4 separate regions of the Sus scrofa genome follow, and regions 1, 2 and 4 are each linked to region 3. The links are chromatin contacts, called in public Hi-C and HiChIP or PLAC-seq maps. All regions are on one chromosome and are shown on one strand. Each heading gives the region's core, a stretch centred on a gene start, on an enhancer-like site or on the middle of the called end of the contact. The rest is flanking DNA. Distances are from core to core; before and after follow the strand shown.

Evidence for each region. Hi-C and Micro-C count contacts between places; a contact is called where the count stands out from the background. HiChIP or PLAC-seq counts read pairs in DNA pulled down with a chosen protein or histone mark.
Region 1: a contact with region 3 is called in a Hi-C map of embryonic fibroblasts, with 2.9 times the contacts expected there. The contact joins the promoter of NME1 here to the promoter of TOB1 in region 3. A contact is called at or near these places in 8 of 47 Hi-C or Micro-C datasets (embryonic fibroblasts, fetal heart ventricle, liver and 3 more).
Region 2: an H3K27ac HiChIP or PLAC-seq map of alveolar macrophages shows a contact between it and region 3. The contact joins the promoter of NME2 here to the promoter of TOB1 in region 3. A contact is called at or near these places in 2 of 5 promoter capture datasets (fetal liver and liver), 1 of 47 Hi-C or Micro-C datasets (liver) and 1 of 2 datasets of contacts at active chromatin or transcription factors (alveolar macrophages).
Region 4: a contact with region 3 is called in an H3K27ac HiChIP or PLAC-seq map of alveolar macrophages. The contact joins the promoter of SPATA20 here to the promoter of TOB1 in region 3. A contact is called at or near these places in 1 of 5 promoter capture datasets (liver), 2 of 47 Hi-C or Micro-C datasets (fetal skeletal muscle and retroperitoneal adipose tissue) and 2 of 2 datasets of contacts at active chromatin or transcription factors (alveolar macrophages and skeletal muscle).

Annotation. Positions count from the first base shown.
Region 1 is chr12:27,413,685-27,418,539 of Sscrofa11.1, forward strand. It overlaps NME1 (NME/NM23 nucleoside diphosphate kinase 1), which reads left to right and starts at 2,753. Exons shown (of 5, transcript NM_001204759.1): 1 at 2,753-2,845.
Region 2 is chr12:27,437,550-27,442,026 of Sscrofa11.1, forward strand. NME2 (NME/NM23 nucleoside diphosphate kinase 2) reads left to right here and starts at 1,980. Exons shown (of 5, transcript NM_001044610.2): 1 at 1,980-2,131; 2 at 2,463-2,592; 3 at 3,643-3,744. The coding sequence starts at 2,467.
Region 3 is chr12:27,117,902-27,122,524 of Sscrofa11.1, forward strand. It overlaps TOB1 (transducer of ERBB2, 1), which reads right to left and starts at 2,005. Exons shown (of 12, transcript NM_001123205.1): 1 at 1,749-2,005.
Region 4 is chr12:26,827,343-26,831,587 of Sscrofa11.1, forward strand. It overlaps SPATA20 (spermatogenesis associated 20), which reads left to right and starts at 2,144. Exons shown (of 16, transcript NM_001159313.1): 1 at 2,144-2,264; 2 at 2,396-2,575; 3 at 2,700-2,764; 4 at 2,965-3,119; 5 at 3,197-3,340; 6 at 3,443-3,644; 7 at 4,034-4,164. The coding sequence starts at 2,188.

The sequences.
Region 1 (4,855 bases), core at 1,503-4,002, 300 kb after region 3:
GCCAGGGATTGAACCGGAGTTCTCATGGATACTAGTCAGGTTCGTTAACCACCAAGCCACAATGGGAACTCTTTGCTCATTCTATATTTGGATTTTTTTTTCTTTACAGTTGAGTTGTAAGAATTCTCTATATAGTCTCGATACTGGGGCTGTGTTGGACATGCAGTTTGCAAATATTTTCTTCTACCCTGCAGCTTATTTTTTTTCATCCTCTTCTTGGGGTCTTTTGAAGAGCCAAAGATTTTAATTTTGATAAGATCCAACTTATCAGAGTTTTCCTTTTATGGATTTTGCTTTAGGTGGCAAGTCTAAAAACTTGCCTACCCCTTGGTCTTGAAGAATTTTTTTTTTGGCCGCACCTTGGGCACATGGAAGTTCTTGGGCCAGGAACTTAATCCAAGCCACAGCCATGGCAACACCAGATCCTTTAACCCACTGCACCATAGCAGGAACACCTGAAGATTTTTTCCACCATGTTTTCTTTTTCTAAACTTTTTGTAGTTTGATTGAAAAAAAAAAAAGGTACAACCTAAAAGTTGTGAATTATGTTTTATTTGGTGACCTTTCTATGACTATAGCTTGGGAGACAGACTCTCAGATAGCTCTAAGGAACTGTTCCAAAGAAGTAAGAGAGAAGTCAGGATATTCAGATTTTACTGAGAAAACAAACAAACAAACCATAAAACATGTTAGTGGAGTTCCCTTGCGGCACAGTAGATTAAGGATCCAGCATTATCATTGCAGCAGTTCAAGTTGCTACTGTGGCTTGGGCTCCATCCCTGGCCTAGGAACCTCAACATGCCCTGGGCATGGCTGAAAAAAAATGTTAGTGGAACATCAAAAGATTATTGCTAATTTCAAAACGTAGATGCATATGCATTGAGAACACAACAACAATCAAAATGCTCATTGAAATTATTCCTTTGAGGATTTCCTGTTGTGGCTCAGCAGTAACGAACCTGACTAGAAACCATGAGTAAGCAGTTTTGATCCCTGGCCTTACTTAATGGGTTAAGGATCTGACGTTGCCAAGAGCTGTCATGTAGGTTGAAGACAGACTCAGCTTGGATCCCAAGTTGCTGTGGCTGTGGCTTAGGCCAGCAGCTGCATCTCTGATTTGACTCGTAGCCTGGGAACTTCCATATGCTGCAGGTGTGACCCTAACCAAAAAAAAAAAAAAAAAAAAAAAAAGAAGAAGAAAGAAAGAAATTATTCCTTTGACATGCATCTTTATCTAGGGCCAGTATACTATTTTTCTCTTCAGGGTGCACCTTTGGGGAGGCTGCAGTGGCTGATGGCTTGATGACAGGCCATATTCTTTGTTTACTGAAATGGCAGGCATAGTTTTTTTGTTTTGTTTTGTTTTTTTGCTTTTTAGGGCTACACCTTCGGCATATGTAAGTTCCCACGCTTGTGGTTGAATCAGAGCTGCAGCTGCTGGCCTACACCACAGTCACAGCCACAGCCAAGGCCAAGCCAGATCTGAGCTGTGTCTGTCACCTACACCACAGTTCACGGCAATGCTGGATCCTTAACCCACTGAGCCAGGATAGGGATTGAACCCATATCCTCATGGATACTAGTTAGGTTTGTAATTCTCTGAGCCGCCACCTGTTTTGTTTTGGGGGTTTTTGGGTTGCACCCGGGGCATGTGGAAGTTCTCTGAGCTCGGGATCAAATCCATGCCACCGCAGCTACCCAATCTGCTGCAGTGACAATGCTGTATCCTTAACCTGCTGTGCTACAAGGGAACTCCTATCCACATAGTTTTACACTTACAAATCTATAATCCCTCTGGAGTGATTTTCTTTCAAAGTGGGAGGTTTAGGTGGAGGTTTTTTCTTTCCTTCCTTCCTTTCTTCTTACTTTCTTTCTGCCTATAGGTGCTCCAGCACATTTTTTGAAAAGGCTCCTGATTCTATCCTGTACTTTACCACAGCCATTCCTCCTGCAGCAGGCAATGATTTTTTTTTTTAAATGTATCAGATGATATCATGCCCTGCTCAAAATTCTCCAATGGCTTCCCACCACATCATAATCTTGCTGCTCTCCAGTTGCATTTTCTAGCACTTAATGTCCACTGGCTCTCAGGTAATCTGACTTCAGCAGGTCTATTCTACTGTCACCCCCTGAGAGAGCACACCAGTCAACATTTAAAGTACTCCTTTACCCTACCCCCTCGCTGTGCTTTTTCTCAGTAATATTTACATACTATGATATATTACATGTTAATTTGCTCATTTGTTTATTGTTTGTCTTTATTCCCAACCCCACGAGAAGTTCCAAGAAAGTTTACTGCTATACCCCAGACTCTGAAACAATATCTGACACATAGAAGGTACTCAATAAATAATTTGCTTGACAGGCTGGAAAGAATGAGCAAATGTAAAACGAGGACACTGACTACTTCTAGGTCAGGCGCTAGTTCAGTTTTCACGCAAAGTGTGAGCGCCACCTCTCGGGAAGCCAGTTTGCTCGCGAAAGAAGGAAGTGAGTCACAGATCTTAAAGGGAAAAAAAAGATGGCTGCAGCGTGCGAGAAGAATAGGGAGAAGCCGTACCGGAAGTTGAACTTCAGGAAGTTGCTCCCTTGAACGATATCCGACTGTCGGGAGGAAGCGTAGGCGAGTGGTGTTCTGCAAAATGGGCTCTCCTGCAGCCGATTATGCGCAGAAGCGTTCCGCGCGAGCGGGTGCTAGGAACCACGAGGAGCTGGGGCGTGTTTCCGGTGCGGGTGACAGGCGACGGAGTTGAAGCCCAAGTGCCCGGAGGGGTGAGAAGGGTTCGAGGTCCTGAGAGAAAAGGGAGAAGAGTGGGGTCCAGGGAGGGGGAGGTGAAGAGGTCGGGTAAGTTCCACTCGGAGAAGTGGCCAGGGGGATCGGGTGGGAGGGACGCACCCATTGACAGGTGCAAACCTGTCAGCTCACGTCCCGCGCCACGTGGACTCGGCTTTGTCCGTGGCTGCTTTTCCCATCAGTCCGTGACTGTAAGGGTTGTGCCTTATTTGTTTATATCGAGTGCAGTGCTCAGTGCTTACTGAATGAATGACAGATATGTATCAAGAGTGGGTGTGGGGAACACGTATAGGGACTGCTGTTTGTGGCTCTTTAGCCCCATGTTCTCCTAGGGAATTCATGCTTGTCTGTAGCTTCTATTAGGAGTTCTCCGCCAGTTCTTGGGCCTTGTCTCTTTTTCTTGGAGGTGCAGGGCGGTTATCATTTAAGACATTTTCTTTGCTCTTATTGAGTACTAGGCTCTGTAACTAGGTACTAGGGAAGTAAATCATCTCTGTATTCAGGGGCAGGCCTGTGAGAAATAAACAGAAAATTCACATATATTGTTAAGGTGTTGTAATAAAAGGCCAACTAAATTATAGGAAGGTAGAGCCAGGAGGTGGTGCTGCTATCCACATAGGGATTGTCTTTCAAGGTGAGGGGACTCCTTTGTCATCTTGTGGAGGCAGAGCAGGTCCTGAGTTGAGACTTCTTATCTGTAAAAGGAAGAGTCTGAAGTAGGTGGTCTCTAGGCTTTCTTCCAACAGATATTACTCATGGCTACAGTTCTCCCACAATCCACCATTTATTGGTTAGTCAGAATATTCATTAATCTTGTGATGTAGCATAAGCTGCAGAGGGTTGGGAAATCTGGATTGTGACCCTCCTTCTGGTACTCCAGATGTGTTTCCTCATTTGTAAAAGAAAAGATTGTAATGAAATAATCTCTAAACTCCTTCCTGTTATAGCATGCTGAGGTAGTAGGTCAAACTGTATTTCATACTGCCTTGTTTTAGACATCACTCACATATTATCACTGTAGTTTCCCTCATCTGGATAATCCAGAAAGATATTCTTTTCTTTTTCTCTTAATACTTCTTGTCTCAGTTCTGCCATAGTATTGGGTACCCAGTAGATGCTTATGTTAGTCCCCATTGTGGCTCAGTGGCTTAAGAAGCCGACTAGTGTCTGTAAGGATGCAGGTTCGATCCCTGGCCTCACTCAGTGGGTTAAGGATACACATTGCCACAAGCTGCAGCGTAGGTCACAGATGCAGCGTGGATCTGGTGTGGCTGTGGCTGTGGTGTAGGCCTGCAGCTGCACTCTGATTCTACCTCTAGCCTTTCTGTATGCTAGAAGGGTGGGTACAGCCCTAAAAATAAAAACAAAAACAAAAAACTGGCTTCTGCACACAAAGGCAAGGAGAGACTGAAGAAAGGCAGACCACTCCAGATTATAGGTGGCAGTTATAATGACCAAGGGAGCTTGAGGTGGCTGCTGTCACCTACCAGAATTTTAAAAGTTATGCATAGAGTCTTTAAATGGGTTTAGTCATCTATTCAGTCCAGATGGTCTCAACAACACTTTACTCTCTCAAGGCTATGTTTTGTCCTTCGAACAGCCCCTACTATGGGGACAGTAGGCAGAGTGTACCTTTCAAAAACAGAGGTGAGGAGCCTCTAGTTGCCTGGGGACGTATTCTCTCCATGACCTCCTCCAATACTCCACCCCTTGCAACTAGCTCTCACAATCTCATCCCCACTCCCCAGATGCATTGTGCCCTGAGAGATCAGCAAAGGGTGGAGGCGGCTCATTTGGCAGCCATCTGATTGCAGTGGAGGCAGATGTCAGAGCAGCATTATAGAGGCATGTGTAAGAGACGCATGGATTAAGACGATTCCCTAAATAATAACAATTTTCTCCTCCAGGAGCCTCATCATCTGAACCATTGATTTACTAAATCCCTTTGTCAGGCAGTAATAATGTCCTGCTTTGGAGGACAGCTTTTGCCATTAAAGATAAAGTGTTCCATAAAGACAGGTTTTGCAGGCTAGTATTTAAGGCTTGCTGGGTGAATTTAGT
Region 2 (4,477 bases), core at 730-3,229, 320 kb after region 3:
AGAGCCAGGTGTAAGGGGAGATGGACGGAATCAAGGAGCTATGTGTGTGTCACCAAGGGGACGTGGGTTGAAGGGACTCTCGAGCACAAGGGGACGTTGGGGGCAGGCAGAGAGCCAGTTCCACCGCATGGCCCCCATTACTTGGGTCTGAATCCAACTAGGAACCATGGGGTTTCGCATTCAGTCCCTGGCCTCGCTCAGTGGGTTAAGGATCCAGCATTGCCATGAGCCATGGTGTGGGTTGCAGATGTGGCTCAGATCCGATGTTGCCGTGGCTGTGGGGTAGGCCGGCAGCTGCAACTCTGATTCAGCTCCTAGCCTGGGAACCTCCATATGCTGCAGGTGCGGCCCTAAAATGCCATAAAAAGGGGGAGAGGGGCTGAGGTAGAGAACCAGAACTCGGAGGAGAAGGAGTATATGTGCAGCAAGGCAGGAGGGTTATACCTTCTCCAGTTAAGGACAGTCTTCTCAGGAAGGAAAGGAGAGGTGAAAGGCAGAGGGCTGCGACTGGCTGTACCACAAGGTGGTATTAGCGACAAGAGACACAAAGCTCTGCAGGGAAAGAGCCAGTGAAATGTCTACTCTCGACATGTGATAACTCTAAAAAGGAAGCCCCAATAAAAGTGTACTGCAGATTGAGGCCCAAGGGAACACGGGGTGTCCCTGCTTTGGAATAAAGACTGCCAGTGTACTGTGGTTTCATTTAAGGCCCTACACTAGAAGTCTGAAAAGCCTGCAAGGGGTAATAGAGCCATGTCATCCAACACAGGTTATCGGCGGGGTGCCAGGACCACTAGGGGGATGACCCAGGATTCCTGCGGTCAGCTCACTGCCCTGAGAATAGAGACACTGGGGCTCTGCCCATCTCAGGCTACAAACACTGCTGTACAGGGGTCAGGACACATACTGAGAGGATGGGCTTGCTGGCTCCTCCAGGGAAGCTGGGTATCACCGAAGCGTAGCTAGTGGTTTGCAGGCAGAGAGGAGACAGAGATTGTCTGCAAACATATGTCAGGCCTGATTTCTTTCTTTCTTTCTTTTTTTTTTTGTCTTTTCTTGAGACGCTCCAGCAGCATATGGAGGTTCCCAGGCTAGGGGTCTAATTGGAGCTGTAGCCGCAGGCCTAGCCAGAGCCACAGCAATGCGGGATCCGAGCCGCGTCTGCAACCTACACCACAGCTCATGGCCACGCCGGATCCTTAACCCACTGAGCAAGGCAGGGAACGAACCCGCAACCTCATGGTTCCTAGTCGGATTCGTTAACCACTGCGCCACGACGGGAACTCCTGTCAGGCCTGATTTCTATGAGAGAATCTAGCATCTAGTCAAGGGTGTATCTCAGGCTGAACTGGATAATCTGACCGCAGGATAATACTGGGGCAGAGATCATCATTTCTGAGTGGGAACAGGGCAGCGAAATTGGTCTGGGAAAGTGGGTGGGGAGACAGGCAGCACGGAGCCGGGCACTCTGTGGAAATCACCGGGTATTTTGCTAAATGAGCATTCATGCCATCCTCCAGGCAGGATGAGTCATCAGAGCAGGGCCGAGGGGTCAGATAGTGTTTGAGAAGCCTTCTGAGGGAGGCTCCTTGCCAAAGATGTGAGGTTGAGGCGCACTGGGAGGCTGCCGGTTCGGATGAGGGAGGTGGAGGGCTAGAAGCAGGGCTCCAGCAGAGAGGAGGGAAAGGGGAAACTGGATTTCACAGGTAGAATAAGGACCTGTGGTGCCTGAGCGGGAGGCGAGAAAGCTTAGCTCTGGGTGCTCGGCGGAGGGGGAAAGCAGAAGGTACCGGCCGGGATGCGGCCTCGAGAGCGGGACAGGTTTTCGTGCGGGCGCGCGATGGGAGGCAATTTAGAAAGGAGGTGGATTGGACGCCCGCGGCCCTACCGTGGCACGTCCAGGTGGAGAGGAAACCACTTCCTGGCCCAGGAGCCCTCCCCGGCTTCTTCCGCAAACCCGGGGCGTGGACAGAGTCGTCCGGCCGCCTCCCGCCTCGCGGGTTGGGCGGCGGGCCGTCCGGGGTGTGGCCGCGGTGGGCCCCTCCTCCGCGGGCTCCAGGCCGCGGGGGTCCCTCCGCTCTCAGGTCTCCGCTCACTTCTCCACCGCTGCTCGCTGCCCGCCCTCCAACCGGTAAGGTAGCGGCTCCTTCGCCTTCCCGCCCTCGGGCCCCTTTCCGCTCGCGCTGCGGCCGGCCGGTCCCGGGCCGCAGGCCCCCCCCCCCCCCCCGCTCGGCCCCGCAGGCCCGGCCTTCCTCTCGGGGCCCCTGCCGCGTCCCCTCCGCTGGCGCCCGGGTTGGCCGAGGGGCGGCGGCAGGGCGGCGGCCTCCGGGAGGCCACGTGTCCCCGCAGAAGCGTCTGCGGGCGGGGGCGGGTGCCACGTGGCCTCGGGGCCCGGGTCCGGGGCCCCGGTGCGGCCTGTGTGGGCCCTGCCGCGGGGTCCTGAGTGCACCTGCCGCTTGCAGGACCATGGCCCACGCGGAGCGCACCTTCATCGCGGTCAAGCCGGACGGCGTCCAGCGCGGTCTCGTGGGCGAGATCATCAAGCGCTTCGAGCAGAAGGGATTCCGCCTCGTTGCCTTGAAGTTCCTTCAGGTACATGCCCCGCTTCCCTGCCCCTGCGGCCTCAGGGTCGCGGGTGGTACTTCTTACCCCAGTGGCGATGCAGGTCTTTTTTCCCAGTCAGAGACCCCCCCTCGAATGATTTCGCCCCTGCGAGAACCTCTTTGCCCTGGGTCCCCTCCCCAGGGTGCCTCGGCCCCACTGACCCTTCCTCGAAGCCCGGGGGGAAAGACGCCCTTGGAAGGTTAAGCGGAGGTAACGTGACTCGGGCTCCGGGGCTGCTTCCTCCCCGCGGCTGCGTTGGGCCGTGGGCCGCAGGGGGGCAGCAGGGAGTGGAGAAGGCCTGAGCCTCGGGCCCACGCGGGTCCACCCAGGCTGGGGCTGGAGGGTGGAATCCTTTTGTGCTTTAGCTTGCAACTCTTGAGAGGCTTGAGATTTTCAGGGGGGTGCTCTTTCTTCTGCTTATTTTCTGCAGGCTCTCGTTGGCTTAGGGCAGTAACTTTATTTTCCACATTAAAATTGGGGCTTGGATCCGGACCCGTAAGGGATAAATAAGAACTGAAATTTAAACTAAACTCATCAGTGAAGAGGAGGTGGTTCTCAGTTCAAGTCTGAAATGTTTAAAAGGGCATTGTGGGCCAGAGGGTTTGATATGGCTGCTGCCATATTTCCTTTGATTCCAGCCGACAGTTAACTTCCTAAATCTAGATCCTCAAACCACCGACTTTTTTCATTTTTGGCTGCCTTGCAGCATATGGAGCTCCCAGGCCAGGGATCAGATCCCAGCTGCAGCTACGGCCTAAAGTGCGATCCTTAACGCACTGTGCCAGGCCAGGGATCCAACCTGAGTCCCAGTGCCTCAGAGATGCTGCTGATCTCGTTGTGTCACAGCGGGAGCTCCTGGATGGGATTATAAAAAGCAAAACCACACCTTATGAATCCTGGCTAAAATCAGGGCTTTTAGAGAACCTACCCTGTTATAGAGTGGTGGTGGTTGGGGGCGGGGGTTCGTGAGGATGGGGTAGGGCCCTCTTTGGGCCTTTTAAATTTATTTCCTAATTGGCACCTGCTCTTCAATGCCAGGCCTCTGAGGAACTCCTGAAGCAGCACTACATTGACCTGAAAGACCGGCCCTTCTTCCCGGGACTGGTGAAGTACATGGGCTCAGGGCCAGTTGTGGCGATGGTAAGTGCTGGTGCTAGGGAAGGAGGCACTAAGGAAAATAAGATTACTGGGTTTGCTGACAGGTTAGTGGGTGTGCGTCATGTCTGCATGTCCCTTTTAGACATCTTCCTGGAGTTCCCTTTGTGGTTCAGTGGTTAACGAATCCGACTAGGAACCATGAGGTTGCGGGTTTGATCCCTGGCCTTGCTCAGTGAGTTAGCGATCTGGCATTGCTGTGAGCTGTGGTGTGGGTTGCAGATGCGGCTCAGATCCTGTGTTGCTGTGGCTCTGGTGTAGGCTGGTGGCCACAGCTCCGATTCGACCCCTAGCCTGGGAACTCCATATGCCGAGGGAGCAGCCCTAGAAAAGGCAAAAAGACATCTTTAGATACTCCAAATTTTCTCTTTTTTTGGGGGGGGTTTGTTTTTTGTTTTTTTAGGTCTTTTTTTTTGTTTTTTAGGTCTGTCTTTTTAGGGCCGCACCCGCAGCATATGGAGGTTCCCAGGTTAGGGGTCGAATCAGAGCTACAGCTGTCAGTCTACACCACAGCCACAGCAATGCAGGATCCGAGCTGCATTTGCAACCTTCACCACAGCTCAACGGCAATGCTGGGTCCTTAACCCACTAAGCAAGGACAGGGATCGAACCTGCGACCTCATGGTTACCAGCCGGATTCGTTTCTCCTGTGCCACAATGGGAACTCCCAAATTCTTTATTGGAGTTAGTTTATAGGGTAGCTGGGAGCTTGGGAGGA
Region 3 (4,623 bases), core at 755-3,254:
AAATGAACATACAATACAAAACTGTTTATTGAAGATTAAAAGCTCAAGGAAAAACTGAGGATTTACAGTTAAAACAATGTTTTTTTTTTTTTAAGCCTATTATTACCTTCCTGTTTCTGAATAGAGTTCTAAGAGAAAAAAATATTTCCGGGGTATAGAGCATATTCCTTCTTTTCTTCCCTTAGTTCTCACAAAAATACGTACTGGAAACTATACTCGGCATATATATACCGAAGTTATATACATACACATACCGAAGTTTTAGAAGTTGGTTATACTCCTATTCACCAATGTAGAAACGAATGCTGTTATTTCAGTTCATTTGGATACAGACTACTTACATCTTGTTTTATCGATAAACATTTTGAAATTTGAGAAGTCAGGGAAATTATTTTAATTTCCAAAGCTCATGATACTAAAGTTAAGGGTACGAAATACTAAATGAATTGCCATCCTAGTGGATGATAATCATGAACCAAATTATCCTACACAGTTGCTGTTTTAAATATACTAAGTGCTCAAAATGAAATAATCGAGCTTCTCTGTGCTTTTCTTTTCAACGTGTATTTTTCTAAATTTGAAAATACCTCGTGGGCATCAAGCCTAACAAAAGAAACAATGAATTTCAAAAATTTATTGATTATTCTGCTGAAAGGGCAGAGTTTCTGAGTTTTACTCTGATTTTTAAAATCACCTCCATCCCTCGTGATAAGAAAACAGCCGGACAGGCGGGTACGATAAGGTCGACCTTTAAACGTTTGCTGGATCAGCACTGGGTGGGGATAAGGAAAGATCAAGGGCAAACAGAAGATATTTGCAAAGGAGGGATCTGAGGTTGATCTAAAAGGACATTTAAAAATCAAGTTGATAATTCATCTGTTTCATTTTTCCATACTCGTAGTGACAAAGGAGAAAGAGTCCCCGGCTGCCCTAAACTACAAACACTCTCCAAGCCAAAAGCCCTGAGTGCTGGCAAAGGCAGCCGATTAGGCCAAATTGCTTGAAGGTGCAGCCGAGCGAAATTCAGGCTCGGCAGAAGGTAGTTTCAAAGCAACGCCTTAAGACAGGAGCGTGAAGAATTACATAAACAGCCAGTTGGGTCTCATTAGATTTCTGCTCACAGCCCTCGGAGCCCAAGCGCTACAGCGGCAGCAGCCAAGAGGAGGAGGAAGAGAGTACAAGTCTCCTCCTCCAAGGAGGAGGAGGAGGAGGAAGGCCACGAGAGATGGAAACGCGACCATTTGGGGCCAGGGGCCCGGACACCCGGCGGGTCGCCGCGCCGGCTGCACCGGGTCAGCCGCTCCCTCCCCCCGCCCCAGCCGTAACCCGACCCGCCGCTCCCTGCCCCCGCCTCAAGGCTCCTGGGACCCGGCCAGAGCCTGGGGAGCGCTGGTTCCCTGGCACCATTTTCGGGCCGGCCAGCCACCCGCCCCGCGGAGCCCAGCGTTCCCTTCGCGTTCGCTGCTGCTCCTGGGCACCCCAACCCCCGATTCCCATCAGCTCGCCCCGGGCCGCCCTTCCCCGGTCACCCGGCCCCGCCGAGCCCAAAGCGCCGGCCAGCCCCGCCTCCAGCTCCCGGGCGCACCCGGGCCCCTCGGAGCTACCTCGGGTCGGGTGTTGAGAGCCGCTCCCCTCCACGCCCGGGCCGCGACGCCGCCGTCCCGAGCCCCCAAGGGCCCGCGGCTCGACGCTGCTGCAGCCCCTCCTCCTCCTCCTCCTGCCCCCGCCCGCCGCCCCTCGATACTTACGGGCTGCTTCCACCACAGACCCAGCGGCTGGGCGGAGGAGAAGGGAGGGTCGGCGGCAGCGAGCTGGCTGGGCCTAGTGCACGCCGACGCTGCCGGGAGGAGGTTGCGGAGGACGAGAGCCTCAGGAGTTCGCCCCTTCTGGCTCGGGTTGGCGAGGACGGGGTCAGGTGAGCGCGCCCACTTCTCCACACAGCCCGGTGCCCGGCCCAGCGTCCCCGTACAGCGCCCACTCCGCGCCGGGCCAGAGCTTTGCTCCTTCTGCCGCGGCGCGCGCCCCGCCTCTCGTTTTATAGTCTCCTCCCCGCCCCCCCATCCCCTCCCGTAGGGGTGCGCGCGCCCGCTCCGCGTCACACAGCTCCGGGCGGCGTCACCATTCCCTATCCTCCCACCCGGCACCCGAGACCCTCACCGGCTGGCTCCGCCCCTGCCCTGCCCCCGGACGCCATTGGCCAAGTCCCTCCTGCCCATGTCCCAAACCGAGGCGGTGGGCCGGGCGGGCAGGCCACACCCCTCGGGCTCCAGGATGGCCAATGAACCGACTATCTGGAGTCACTGTGGGCGGGATTAAGAAAAATTGGAAAGGGATTGGGGGAGAGACGTGCCAGTGAAGGCGACAGAGGTGGTTTGGGGCGGCTGACTCTGCGTCTAGGCCGAGAGCACCGGGGAGGAGGGGGGAGGGGAACGGAGCTGGAGGCGAAGCGGCTGGGGAGAACTGTGGCGAGCTGTCGATCTCGAGAGGGAGGGGAGGATTTACAAAGCATGCTCCACCCGAGTGGGATTGTGGTCGAGGAAAATCCCATTCGTGGACGAGCTACCACGTCGGCCTCCAGTGCACCCAAGAGAGCTTAGAAAAAGGGCGAACTGTGACAAGGACTCGTGCACTCGGTTAATTAAATCACCGCAAGGGCCTAGGCCAACTGCCGTCCAGAGAGGGGCAACTGCAGAATCCAAAGCTGCTGTGCCAGGCTGGGGGTGGGGAAGGGAAGACCACCCGGCCACACCTCCCGCCCCGGTGACAGTTTAACTGCCTCCGCTTCCCACATCAGACCTCCCCGTGCAACCCGGCAGCAACTCGGACGTGGGGGTGTCTTGAGAGTATAAGAAGAATCACATTTTATTCCGAATGTCCCAGTCCAGCCCTCCATGCCAAGTTGCGTACGTATCTAAGTGTATATGTGCATGCGTGTATTTCAAGTGCCTGTTTTAACATGAATACACATAATAAACACAGTGCCTTCCTATATTGTACGTTTAAGATAAAATTATCTTAGTTAAAATATGGGTGAAAAAATAGGGAGCAGGGAAAGACAGGGACTCAAAAGGGGCGGGCAAACGCTTCTTTTTCACAACCTGCAGCAGAGAATTACCCCAAGTTAACACTGGGAGTGGAACCAGGCGTCTCTTACGGCTAAAAATATTACTCACAGGTAGCAACGACGCCTCATTGGCCAGACTTCTCCCCTAGCAACCAGGCGATTGGCCGTCTGGTATCCAGGAGACCGACGTCAAACTCGCACTGGGAAAAGGAGCGAGAAGGTCTAAGGGGAGAGAAGGGTAGGAGGGGGAGAAAGAGGAGCAATGAATGAAACGCCCATTGCCCGGCCTTCCCCTCTCCGCTTTCTTCAGCCCTCAAGGAGTGCTTCCTGGAAAAACACCAATTGGGGCGCCGCCTTCCTCTCAAAACCGAGGGGTTTGCACTCTCTACCTGCTACGTGGAAGTTAAACCACAATCCACCGAGGAGTGGAGTGTTTGCGAAGCTGGCTGTGCAGACCAGCCGTGCTCCTGCGGCACAAACCCGCTTTATGGACGCAAAAAAAAAAAAAAAAAAAATTATAGTTTTTTTTCCTCCAACTTGATTCTCTTGCCTTCCTTTCCTCCTCTATTTGAAGGATAGAATTGAAAAAGAGTGTTTCCAAAGACCCAAAGTGTGTGAGGGGGGAGGGAAAGTGGGTTTGTGAAATAGGCTGAGGGTGGGAGTGGTCGGGTGACCGAGTTTTTCGTTTATTGTACTGATTCCTAAAATTCAGGTATTGTTTTTAAAGAGCATAGAAGTTTTTACTCAATGATTCTTTAAGTTCTGTTTTTTTACTATTTGGGTTTTTCAGTTGTAAACAAGGACGAGTAAGATTTGGTTGTGAAAGTATGTAGGCATTTTAAAGTAAAACGCCCCTTGCGCTGCGTTAATATAATATAATATAATATAATATATAATATAATATAAACCAATTTATATTATTCGTTCAGTGTCTTCTTTTTGCTCATTTGTGTTTTTTTTCAGTAATGAACATTAATTCCATTTAGTTTTTTTATTTTATTTTTAAATTTTATAATTAGTTAAGCATAGAAATTGCAAGAATATAGGATGTTTGGGGAATGGTTTACCCAGAGAAACACTTGCTTTTCGTGTTCTCTAGAACATAATTTCTTTTACCATTAGGGAAATAATATCACTGTACCAAACATCCAGAATTGCAGGATCATGAATCGGGGCCATGTGTCTTAATTTGTAATTTGGAAAATATTTCTCTGTAATTATAGGAGCATATTATGCTTGGTTGAGATTAATCCATCTACCTAAGGATAGATGAACTGTAATTTTGTCAAGCTTGTCTATACTTTTCAAGAACTCTGTAAAGGGAAGGCACAGATTCTCTTTACTGAACTGCCCAGGTTTAAAACTTGAGAGCAGCATCTGATAAGTGTTGATTAAATATCAATAGCATGGTTCATGGACATGGAAGGCAGACCTGTGTTTGCCAGGGGGGAGGTGGGGGCTTACAAGGAGTTTAGGGTTAGTAGATGCAGACTGTTATATTTAGAAGGAATGGGTGATGGGGTCCTGCTGTACTGCACAGGGAACTGTATCCAGTCCCT
Region 4 (4,245 bases), core at 894-3,393, 290 kb before region 3:
GGGACCTTTTCAAAATGCAGGGTCACTCCCCTGCCTATAGCCCTTTTCCACAGCTTCCTGCTCTTAATCAGTAACCAAACTCCTGCTCACAGTCAAGACCTGGCCCCTGCCCTCCTCCTCAACACCCCAACCTCATCTGCTACTCTCTTCTCTACGCTCTCTGTCCTGCTGCCAGGCTGGCTTCTGCTGTTCCTCAGCCCTGACTCACTGTGCTGCCACCGGGCCTTTGCATGTCTGTTCCTCCTGCTTCCCCAGCATTTCCCCCATGCCCTCCCCAGATTCCATCCTTTGGTTCTTCAAAGGCTGCCACACAAATGTGACTTCCTCAGGGAGGCCTTCTTCCCCTGTCTCTCCCACCAGACCAGGTTCCTTGTGACACCGAGTCATGGCACTTCTCGAAGTAGGTGGTTGTGCATTCATGAGTATGACTGTTGGATTCGCTTCTTCCTCCCTCATCTGACTCTGAGGAACACAAGGGCAGGGGCCTGGCTTTCTCTGTTGACCACTGTACCTTACAGAGGGCCCGGTAGGTGGTGGGTCCTTGGTCAATATTGACTGAATGCAACACGTGAGTTATGCCAAGTATCTAATAGGACGTAAAGTTGGCTCGTCATTATGATTCAGGGAAGGCTTCCTGGAGGAGGTGGGATTTGAGCAGGACGTTGAGGTGGAGAGGCAGAACAAGGGGGAAGCTGACTGGCCTGGAGCACCTGGACAAGCCACAGCTTTGCCTCTTGCTTCATTTCTCATTTATAAAACAGGCAAGGGAAAAAAAAAAGTGAACTTGTAGTTTGGAGTTCCCGTTGTGGCTCAGTGGTTAATGAATCCAACTAGGAACCATGAGATTGTGGGTTCCATCCCTGGCCTTGTTCAGTGGGTTAAGGATGCGGCGTTGCTGTGAGCTGTGGTGTAGGGTGCAGACATGGCTCGGATCCCGTGTTGTTGTGGCTGTGGCGTAGGCTGGCAGCTACGGCTCCGATTAGACCCCTAGCCTGGGAACCTCCATATGCCGTGGGAGCAGCCCAAGAAATGGCAAAAAGACAAAACAAACAAAAAACAAAAAACAAAAAAACAGGCAAGGTTAGACAAAATGACCAGAGGCTCTGGTGTTCCACAGCCCTGGCATCCTCACAGCCCTCCAGTTCTCCTCAGGAGGGTTATCCCAGCGCAGGCTGCTGTTTGAGGTCCAGCCCAGGGCGCCCCCGTTCTGGGCACAGACCTCCTCCCAAACCCGGGCTATCCGGCCTGCAGTCCCGCGACCGGCCACCGAGCGGCGCTCGGAGACCAGCCACGCGGCCCGCTGTTTTGGCGAAGACGCGCAGCGGCTGAGTCCGTGCCCGGGCCCGCCCCTCGCAGCCTCCGTCCCGCTCGCCTTTCCTGTCCGCGGCGTCCCAGCCCACGGCCGTCAGCAGCCATGCTGGGCGCGCGGGCCTGGCGGTGCCGCGGCCTCCTGCTGCCCCGCGCCGGGCCGGGCCTCGTCGCGAGCCTCAGGTACGGGCGGGCGAGGGGTGCCCTTGGGCCAGTCGTCCCACTTTGGTCCCCAGCGCCTGCCCGGCCAACCCCTTCATGCCTGCATTCTCCCCACCCTCAAGCCCTGTCCTGCCACCTGGCCCAGGGCATTAACGCCCTCCTGTCCTCCCCGCCAGCTGCGGGGACTCTGTTCTGACACCACCTCCAGGAAGCCTTCCTTGAACCCTGATGCTGGGTCAAGGGTCTTTGTCCAACAACACCCTGCTGGGCTGGCCTGTCACAGTCCTCATTGCTGCGGGGCTCTGTCATTATTTCGGTCTGCCCCACAGTGCCACCTGCCCAGGCTGAGCCCCTTGAAATCAATTTCTGAGTCTTTGGGGGTCGTGAGGGTCTGGCACAGGACCTGGCCCCCTGGAAGTGCCCTGTTGGTGGATGTTGAGTGAGGAAGTCCTGGGTGTCAATTTTCTTCTGCTTGCCCCTCACCCGGTGCAGTCCCAGACCCAGCAGTGGGCAGCCTTCCTGCCCAGACACACACACCCGGGCATTCCAGAGAGACCCGTCCAGCACGGCCACCTGGGGCGGGGCCCACTTAGGGGGAGAGAATGGAGCCAGAAGGACCGTTCTGCCCATTGTGACCCGCCCTGACCTCACAGCCATCACCCTTCCCACCACCAGGTCTGAGAGTTTGGGGGAGACGAACCTGGCAGGGAGCCCCCAATGAGCCACCTTTCTTCACCCCCCCCAAAACACAAGGGGGAGCACAAAGGCCACGGTCTCCCCCGTGGTTCAGAAAGGTGGGTTGGGCTGGGAGCTGGAGCTTCCAGGAGGGATGCCAGAGGGCAAGGTGGGGTGGGACGGGGCTCTGGGGTAGGTGTAGGGGGAGGTTGGGGGGAACCTCTGAGCCTGACCCACCTGCTCGTGCCAGGGGTAGCTCCCCCCGGGACAAGGACCGCAGCGTGACAGTCAGCAGTTCAGTGCCCATGCCTGCCGGAGGGAAAGGGAGCAGGACCAACTGCTCCCAGTCCGCGCCCCAGAAGACCCCCAACCGCCTGATCAATGAGAAGTCACCGTATCTCCTGCAGCATGCCTACAACCCTGTGGACTGGTGAGTCCCTCTCCTGAGGCCTCCCGGGGCAGCTGGACCCTCAGCCCCTCCTATCCCGCCCGCCCCTCCCTCCCCCCCCCCTCGGCCCAGGCTAGTGAGTGATGCCCCACCCTGTCGGGCCCAGGTACCCCTGGGGACAGGAAGCCTTTGACAAGGCCAGGAAAGAAAACAAGCCAATTTTCCTTTCAGGTACTGTACCCCCCTTCCCTGCGATGGGCGGTGGGAAGTAGTGATGGATGGGGGGTAGGGGAAGGGTCTTCTGGGCCTGGGGGCCTCCCAGGAAACTAGAGGTCAGGGTGTCTTCAGCCCAGCGAGGGGGGGGGCGCTTGGCTGGCCCTCCTGTGCCCATCACTGGCCCCCCCTCCCCCGCCCCCATGGCCCCATTCCAGTGGGATACTCCACCTGCCACTGGTGCCACATGATGGAGGAGGAGTCCTTCCAGAATGAGGAGATTGGCCGCCTGCTCAGTGAGGACTTTGTCAGCGTGAAGGTGGACCGGGAGGAGCGGCCAGATGTGGACAAGGTGTACATGACCTTCGTGCAGGTGCGTGGTCTTCCCCTGGAGGGGGGTGGCCCGGGCCCACGGTGCCGCCCCCCTCACTCTTGCCCTCTCTCTGCCAGGCCACCAGCAGTGGTGGGGGCTGGCCCATGAGTGTGTGGTTGACTCCCAACCTACAGCCCTTTGTGGGGGGCACCTATTTCCCCCCTGAGGATGGCTTGACCCGAGTCGGCTTCCGCACCGTGTTGTTGAGGATTCGGGAGCAGGTGGGCACAGCGGAGTGGGGGTGGGGGTGATGATCGGGGGGGAGGGAGCCAGGGGTCCCCACCCGGTGCTGACCTCCAGGTGTGCCCTCCACCCTCCCGCAGTGGAAACAGAACAAGAAAACCCTGCTGGAAAACAGCCAGCGTGTCACCACAGCTCTGCTGGCCCGGTCGGAGATCAGCATGGGTGACCGCCAGCTGCCACCCTCCGCTGCCACCATGAACAGCCGCTGCTTTCAACAGCTGGACGAGGGCTATGATGAGGAGTATGGCGGCTTCGCCGAGGCCCCCAAGTTCCCCACGCCGGGTCAGTGCCCCTCGCCCTGCGCCCACGCCAGCCCCGGCCTGGGCTTTCGAGACCCACCCAAGTCGGTGCTCTCCTGACCCCTGTCTTGGTTGTCAACCTCGCACTCTCCTGCCTGGCCTGGGACCTCCTGACCCCCAGCCTGTGTGTCGGTAGCTATCGGAGTGAAGACCTGACTTTGGTCTTAGCAGGGATCCTCTGATGGCTGACCTAGATAGCAGTCCTCTGTCCTCTGGGTGGACCGGTCAGGGACCTGCGGACCCTCCGCCTGTCCAGAAAGACTGCCTGTTGAGCAAACCCCTAGCGGCAGCCCAGCCACAGGCCTCATCGCCCTGCTCGCTGCCCCATGCTCTCCATGCTCTCACCCGCGTGCTCTCTCTGGGCGTCTGCAGTGATCCTGAGCTTCCTGTTCTCCTACTGGCTCAGCCATCGGCTCACGCAGGATGGCTCTCGGGCCCAGCAGATGGCCTTGCACACCCTGAAGATGATGGCCAACGGGGGCATCCGAGACCACGTGGGACAGGTGATGGCACAAGGCATTTCCTGGAGAAGGGCGGCTGGCGGGGGGGAAAGGGGGGAGGACGCGGCGGGGATGGGCCTCCAG